Linked DNA regions of Sus scrofa: region 2 is linked to region 1. Evidence: chromatin contacts called from public promoter capture Hi-C data. All regions are on one chromosome and are shown on one strand. The core of a region is the stretch at or near the end of the contact, and the rest is flanking DNA. Distances in the headings are between cores, read along the strand shown.

What was found. Promoter capture Hi-C pulls out the DNA fragments that hold promoters and counts their contacts.
Region 2: a promoter capture Hi-C map of liver shows a contact between it and region 1, with 5 times the contacts expected there. The contact joins the promoter of CDKN2C here to the promoter of EPS15 in region 1. A contact is called at or near these places in 2 of 5 promoter capture datasets (fetal liver and liver), 1 of 47 Hi-C or Micro-C datasets (heart right ventricle) and 1 of 2 datasets of contacts at active chromatin or transcription factors (skeletal muscle).

Annotation. Positions count from the first base shown.
Region 1 is chr6:160,651,592-160,655,761 of Sscrofa11.1, reverse strand. It overlaps EPS15 (epidermal growth factor receptor substrate 15), which reads right to left and starts at 1,867. Exons shown (of 24, transcript XM_021096667.1): 1 at 1,692-1,867. The coding sequence starts at 1,724.
Region 2 is chr6:161,164,965-161,169,134 of Sscrofa11.1, reverse strand. It overlaps CDKN2C (cyclin-dependent kinase 4 inhibitor C), which reads left to right and starts at 2,454. Exons shown (of 3, transcript XM_003127980.4): 1 at 2,454-3,700; 2 at 4,154-4,170. The coding sequence starts at 4,165.

The DNA of each region.
Region 1 (4,170 bases), core at 618-3,117:
GCTGGAAATGGCTAACAGAGCCAGACAGCAACAGCCTGCCTAAAGGATCTTGTTTAATGGGTATCACTAACTAGACTATTAAAAAGTGAGCGCCCACTCCAAAAAAGTGAACACTCAAAAGTCAATGTTGCCATTTCTCAAATTTCAGGAATACCCTTACAAAGAGATTTGCCACCAAGACAAAATCCCCACATTCCAAGTATTCTTCCCCATTATGTGCTTGTCAAAATAGGATAAGCAACACCAGAGTGGGAAATAAACACACTTCACTTATGAAGCTGATAATTCCTGCAAGCTGAAGTTAATTTTTATTTTACCTGAGGCACGTGTTTACAATGTGATTCCTGGTTCCTGGGGAGAATATTTTTCACTCAGTCTATCTTAGAATGCTTGGCAAAATGCCCCCACGTCTCTTGCTCCCAACACGGAAAACTCTCCAGCCCAAATGTATAACCTATCCCCGTGTTTTGCCTTAGAAGCCCTGACAAATCCAGGCCAAGGAGACTACAAGGTGGCAGGGAAATACTACAGGGCAGGCAGGAAGGCTTGCATGGGCCCCAGCACAGAGGTGCAGAGCCACCAGCTCACTCGGGAGAAAGCAGGCTGAAAAGTAAGGCTGGGGTGGGTTTGGTCAAAAAAGTGGAAAGGGACTGACAGGTGCACATCCCCTCATCATCCTGTACATCATGGAAAGATTACAACAAGCTTTCTTTACAGAGAGGGGGGCACGAGGCTCCCAGGGAGAGTGAGGTTGAGCAGTTTTACGGGAAGCACGAGGACTGGGCTCTGAAGGAAGCAGAAAGGCAAGGAAAAGACCCTGAAAACAGGTTTTGGTGAAGATTCCCCCAGGATGAGCAAGTCGTTCCCAGCACCGAGACTGGAGGAACCATCACACCTGTTAAAGGATGACTCCCTGTTATCCGCGTGGACAGCGATGTTGACCCCACAGAGTAGGAGTGGTAGCACAACTGAGGGAAAGACTGAATCTGGGGATCTGACGCCGCACGAAACCTGATCAGGAGGGGAAGAGGCTGAATCCCAGGACGGGGCCAGCAGGGCAAGGGTGCGTGCGCTCCGGTGGGATGAGACTTATTTGGAAGAGAGCTGACTTAAGGAAACTACTGGGGAAGAGAGGGCTATCGCCGGACTCCAGCAGGAAAAGGCCGGTTTAGAAAGGAAAGCCTGGCTCGGAGGGGTCCTGGGTGTCCGGCTCGGGAAGGCGAGCCTCGTGAGGGACCGGGGCTGAGCCGGGGGGGCTGAGGCTGATCCGCGCGAGCTCAACAGGAGCTCACCTGGGGAGCGTGTGGCCTGGAAGGAGGAAACTTCCTGGGTGGGTGAAGGCGGACCGGAGTGAGAGAGGTGGGCACCGACCGAGCGGGGCGAGGGGCACCGAGGGGTCGAGGGGAGTGGGCGCCGCCTGGGGCGGCGCCGGGGCGCAAACTGGCCGGGGCGGGGTCTGGGCAGCCGCCGCGAAGCTGCCGGCTCGGGATGGCGCCCTCCCCCCGTCACACTCGCACACACACACGCGCGCACACACACACACAGACACGCGCGCGCGCGCTCCGTCTCGGTCGCCCCGCCCGCCCGCCCGGGCCCGAGAGAAACTGCCCGGGTCGGTGAACCACAGGGCAGTGGGGGAGGGGGCCAGGGACACCGGCCGACCAGCCCACTGGACGGGCGGGCCGCGTTACCTGTGTCAGGGAAAGCTGGGCCGCCGCAGCCATGGTGTTTCCATCATGCACGGGAGGAGAAGGAAGGACGAGCGGACGGGGTCTCCGGGGGAGGAGGAGGCGGAGGGAGCGGCCGGAGGCGAGGCCCGGGCAGGCGGGCGTCTCCCCGAACTTCGACAACTTCCCTCCTCTCGCCCGCCCCGCCCCGCCTGGCCCCGCCCGCCCGGCGCAGGCCGCGGCGGCCCCCAAATCCTGGCGCCGGAGTTGTTGCCACCGGACCGGAGCCTACTCTTGGGGCCGCCGGAGAAAACCCGGCCCGTAAAGAAATGAAGGTGGGCGGCCTGTGAAGATAGAGGCAGAGGCCGCTCTCCATTGTCCCGAGAACTTTAAGCAAGTCACCTGCCAACTCTAAGCTTCTGCTTCTGAAAAAAGGGGGAAATTATATCCAAAGTCCAGATTGCTTGTGAGGATTAAATGAGATCTTTATAAGAAATAACAGCACTTTATATATGTCAGAATCTATGTTAGACGCTTTATTTTTTAATTGTATAAATGAAGGGACTGAGACATAAATATATTGCACAAGTGAGGAAACTGAAACACAAATAGGTGTCACACGTAAGCTGGTTCGATAGCTGGTGAAGTAGAATCCACGTCTGACTCCAAAACTTTTCATTTAACCACCTGCTATTACAGTGTGATACCAACAAAGAAGACTCTAAAGTCATTCCCTCCGGGAGCTAGAGTCTACCTGGGAGGGGGAAAGAATGCTTTCCTGACCCACTTGCTGCCTCCCACACTCAGATTGTTCCATAAATGAGCACTGGGAGCTGCTCAGGTGCCTGCCGCATTCCTAAATCCTCCCCGGGTCCACCTGACAAACTCCTCTTACGTTCTCCAGAAACAACTCAAGGATCACGTCCTGTCCTTCGCAAAGCATCTCCCGACCTCCGCAAGTCGGAGCTACACACTCCTCTTTTTAACACTTCTTCTCTACGTTATGAAGTCACCACCCTGATGACCGTTTCCATCTGTCTGCTCTCTCGACTGGGAGCCTCAATGATAAGGACTGTTTCTGATACATAGAATGTGTTAGGTGTTCATTATAAGGCCTTAATTCCTGCCAAGTCAAACATGACACAGACTACACTTTCTTTGTCTCTTTTTAGGGCTGCACCTGCTGCATATGGAGGTTCCCAGGCTAGGGGCCAAATCGGAGCTGCAGCTGCCGGCCTATGCCACAGCTGCAGCAATGCCAGATCCGAGCCGCATCAGCGAACCACACCGCAGTTCACGGCAAAACTGGATGCTCAATCTGCTGAGCGAGGTCAGGGGTCAAACTTGCACCCTCATGGTTACTAGTCAGATTCGTTTTTCACTGAGCCATGACTGAAACTCCTATACTTTCTTTTTGTTTGTTTGTTTTGCTATTTCTTGAGCTGCTCCCGCAGCATATGGAGTTTCCCAGGCTAGAGGTCCAGTGGGAGCTATAGCCAACGGCCTACGCCAGAGCCACAGGAAGATGGGATCCCAGACGCGTCTGCAACCTACACCACAGCTCACGGCAACGCCGGATCCTCAACCCACTGAGCAAGGCCAGGGATAGAACCCTCAACCTCATGGTTCCTCGTCGGATTCGTTAACCACTGAGCCACGACAGGAACTCCAAGACTACACTTTCTTATGCTGCCTTCTTCACTTGAAATAACCAACCAGTTACTTGAAATCCTAATCTATAAAGACTTGGCTTGGGAGTTCCCAATGTGGCTCAGTGGAAACGATCGACTAGGAACCATGAGGTTTCAGGTTTGATCCCTGGGTTCGCTCAGTGGGTTAAGGATCCAGCATTGCTGTAAGTTGTGGGTAGTCGCATTCTTGGCTCACATCTGGTGTGGCTGTGGCATAGGCTGGCAGTTGTGGCTCCAATTTGACCCCTAGTCTGGGAATTTCCATATGCCCTGAGTGCAGCTCTAGAAAGCAAAAGCGGGAAAAAAAAAAAAAAAAAAAAGACTTGACTTGGAGTATGTGCCTGCCATCTACTTCAAGAAGCCTTCTAGGAAATCACACCCCACCTTAGCTGCTCTGATATGATCCTAACACTCTGACTTGTTTTTAAGAGTTAGTTGAGAGGCTTTTCTTCTTTTTTTTTTTTTTTTTAATTTGCTTTTTAGGGCCACACTGGTGGCATATGGAAGTTTCCAGGCCAGGGGTCAAAGTGGAACTACAGCTGCTGGCCTATGCTACAGCCACAGCAATGCCAAATCCAAGGTCTTGTCTTGGACCCACACCACAGCTCATGGCAATGCCAGATCCCCGACCTGCTAGCAAGGCCAGGAATGGAACCCAAATCCTCATGGTTACTAGTCAGATTCGTTTCCACCTCGCCACAATGGGAACTCCTGAGGGGGGTTTTCTATATCCCCACTAGACTGTAAAACCCATGAGGACAGAAGGCCAACTCCCAACTTCATCCCTCTCACAATTTGACCTAGCACAGAGA
Region 2 (4,170 bases), core at 1,205-3,704, 510 kb before region 1:
TCATAATAGAAGCTTATTTAAGGCAGAGATACCTTTGAATCTATGAACTATCACTCAATTAATATAAGATTTACATTGGAGGTCCTTTGTAGTGCTTACTTATGCTTTCTGAACTAAGAATGCAACCTCTATGCTGCCAGTTGTGTTACACAATAAGCAAACAAAGCATATGTTTTAAGACACAAGGAAAGCCAGAGTGAAAGCAAATGAACAGAAACTTCCTTAAGGAATTTAATACTGCAGTAAAAGCACCTAAGTAGTCATCATGGGAAAAATCAGAACTTTGTTGGACTTCTTTACACTTACTTTTTAAGTTTTGTGTTATTTTGATTTATGTATGAGGTAAGACCATGGGACATCAAAATCTTTTCAGTGATTAGGATCTCCGAAAATCTTAATCCAGCTCGTGTATGCATCTTAAATTACTATAAGCTTTATTTATTCAGTTATTCAGCAAAAGTATTTTATTTCATGGCAATTATAACACATGTATACCTATACTTTACATAATGAGTACAATTTAAGATTCTTCCTGGAGTTCCTGTCCTGGTGCAGCAGAAGCAAACCCGACTAGGAACCATGAGGTTGAGGGTTCGATCCCTGGCCTCGCTCAGTGGGTTAAGGATCCAGCGTTGCCAAGAGCTGTGGTGTAGGTTGCAGACGTGGCTCAGATCTGGTGTTCCTATGGCTCCGGCATAGGCCAGCAGCAACAGCTCTGATTGGACCCCCTAGCCTGGGAACCTCCATATGCCGTGGGTGTGGCCCTATAAAGACAAAAGACAAAAAAAAAAAAAAAGACTTACTATAATCTCTTCTTTTAGCAAGAAACCATAATAAATGCTAGAAAGCAACATTCATATTTTTCAGAAACCATAATAAATGCTAGAAAGCAGCTTTCATAAATTACCGGTTATCTCTTATCAGCTAACAGTTCTACTATATCATCACACACCCCAGCTGTACTGAAAGATTACATAGTAATTTCCCAGAACCATTTATGTAAATTGTATTATCTGTGGTATTTACTGGTATATATGGAATCCTAAATCTTCTATTTGAAATATCTAAATACATGTAAAAATAAGAGGAGTTAATTTCTTTTGCTATAGTTCATTTTTCATTCACATTTCAAGCTTAGTTACCTAAAAAAAGAGCTCTGGTTATTTACTTTTTTTTTTCTCACCAATTCGGTTAAAGAGAACACTGCCAGATTCTTCCCAGTTTCAACTCTCCCTCTACAATCTGTTGCTAGATGATTATCCAGATATTGTTGGTGTGTTTTTTGTTGCTAATAGTCCCCGTGTACTTCAAGGAGCTGGGTATAGATGTTGCTTGAGGATATTATGCCTGCTATAGGCCAGTAATAGTTAGACCACCTGTCTTTTTTTTTTTTTTTTGCTTAGTTTCATTTTGACCACTAGGTGCACCATGCAGCAGTGCTGGATATTTTTAAGAGCAAAAAATATAGAAAGCAGTAGTTGATTAATCTTAAATAGCTACAAGAGGAAGTAAAAAGTACAGAGAACTGGTGTCCTGATGACTGACCAGGGAAGATACGATTCCTTTACATTTACATCCCCCAAAACAAGTCTCATCTAAGAAATTAAAGAACTGTGACAGTAAAGAAATAGTCTTGTTAGAAAACCCTTCCCAGGACTTATTTTTTATTTTGCTTTAAAGTTAGTTGCTTTTCTCCCTTTCCCCAAAGAAAGGGAATATTTCAAGTCCCTGTAACATGAAGGCTTCAGAGTTCGTCATGATTTCTTACCTATACAGTGCCTTCAGTTTTCGCAAAAAATAAATAAATAAATAAAATAAGAGGAAGAAGGCTATAAAAGACTTCTCCTTTTTCAGAGCACTGTTTTTGCTGTCATTTGGGTTTCTCCCTCAACCCCTGCAGCTACCTCTGTCCATCGTGGCCCTGGTCGTTGATCTGGCAGGTGCGAGGCCGCAGCTCTGGACTGAGAAAAGGAGGCCGAGTTGACACGGCTCGCGCCCCAGAAGCGGCGGCAGCCGTAGGCCTGGCTGCCCGAACTTCGAGAGCCTAGCGCGGGAGCGCGGAGGCGGGCCGGCCTGCCCCGCCAAGCCCGGGGAAACACTCGCTTCGGGCCAGCTTTCCGCCTTCCAGCAGCCAGACCCACCGAGCTTTGCTCTCCACAGCCTTAATTAACAAGCCTCTTTCACCCCACCTCCGCCCCACCCCCGCTCCCGGCCCCGGGCAGCCCGGGGTTCCGCAGACTCCATTCCGCCCGCCAGTGGGAAGAGGTCAAACCCTGCTCCACCGGGCCGAAAGCCGCTCGAGCTGGGGCCGGGCCTCCGAGCTGGCGGGTGGGAGCCAGCGCAGGAGACGGAGGGAGGAATGCAAGCTGCTAACAGGCTAGAAAAAGGGCGCCGGGCAAGGGGCGGGGCGAGCCCGGCCGAGAGCTCGAGCGCCGCCAGCGCGGAGGGCGGGGCGTGGGCGGCGCCCTGCGTTCCCGCTCCCGCGGCCAGCAACTCTGCAGAGCCTCCTTAAAACTGCCGTTAAAATGGGGGCGGGTTTTTCAACTCAAAAAGCGCTCAATTTTTTTCTTTTCAAAAAAAGCTGATGAAGTCGGAAAAAGGGAGAAGAAACCGGCACCGTCTCTGCAGCAGCAACAGAAGCAGCAATTGTTTGAGCGAAAAAAGAAGCAAGGGAGGGAGGGAAGGAAAAGACCAGAAAGGGGCACGACGCACAAGTGTCTGTAGGGGTGAAGGGAGCCGGGACCGGTGATTTGAGGGGGACCAGCTACAAAAGAAACTGTCACTGGGAGCGCTGCGGCTCTGGAGGAAGCAGTGCTACCCGGCTCCGCTCCGGGCACAGCTGGCTGGCGGCCTCTGCCCTTTCGGCGCCACAGGCTGGGGGCACAGGCCAGGGGACCGCGAGAGGTTGGCGAAGTGGCACCGGGCGCCGAAGCCGTTGGGCTTTCCCCGAGAGGGCAGCGGGACTGGCTGTGCCTTGGAATTGTGGCAGCACCCCATACTCAAAGCTTGGCCTGGGACCTCCGGGGACCCTCGCGATCTCCAGAGGACCTCAGAAAACCGGGAAAGGAAGGAAAAGAGGCGGCGGCGGCTGAATGAACTTCTGCAGTAGGAAGTCTGAACTGGCTTGGTCGTAGGCGGGAAGTTCCCGGTGGGCTGCCGTGTGCGACCGCGATGCTGCAGCGCGCTGCCTCAGCGGACCCGGACCCGTAGACGCTTCCCGCATCGCTCTCCCCCGTCCTCGCTTCTGGAAGCCCCGGGACCCTGTGGGGCCGGCATGACCGGCTTGCCGGGGACCCGCCGCGCGCCCGGCCGTCTCCGGAGACGCGCGCCGAGCCTGGCTCCCACGGCCTCTGAGGCTCGGCGGGGCTGCGGTAGCCGGGCGGGCGGGCTCCGGAGCCCTCCCGCGCGGCGTTAGCCCGCAGCTCGGCCCGGACGCAAATAAAGGCTCTTCCCGAGAAGCCAAGGCCACTGAGGAGCTGTTGCGATCTGTAACTTGAGGGCCACGGAACTGCTACTCTGGTTTGCTTTTGGCGATCATCTTTAACCCCCAGAGCACGTCAGCAGCCAGCCACCGCGGCGCTCTCCCTGCAGCGGAGGACGCACGACTACTCTTTCGGCGAGACGGATGGAGACCGAGTCCCCCCGAGGACCTGCCCTGCGGTTCTGGCTCGCGTGGCTCAGGTCACCACCGTGAACAAGGGTGGGTGAATGCCTTTTCTTCCCCCAAATGTCTCTTCTTCCGCAGTATTTTCTTCCCTGATCTAGTCCCTTAAATCTCCGCACACATTCCTCACAGAGATTAGCAGTGTACGTACGTGACAGCTCAGCCTACATTTTACGTCCAGAGTAATTTACCAGGAATATATGTGTGTCTGCATATCTCTCTGTTAATCACTAGACTTCTTCATAGGGGTTAAGCTAAAAAGCGAGGAGCGGAGCCCCTCTCCAATGGCTCAGTTTTGCTGAATAATCACGTGTGAATCGAGGGGCGGGCTTTTGGCAGGCAGATCTTACTAGTATTTACTACCAAGCTCTACTCCAGATTAACCATCCCAGTCCTTCTGTCAGTCTCCGATGCCATCATGCAGCCTGGTTAGGAGCAAAGGAAAGGGGAAAAAGAAAAACAACTAATTCATCTTTTCCCGATCGTCAGGACCCTAAAGAATGGCC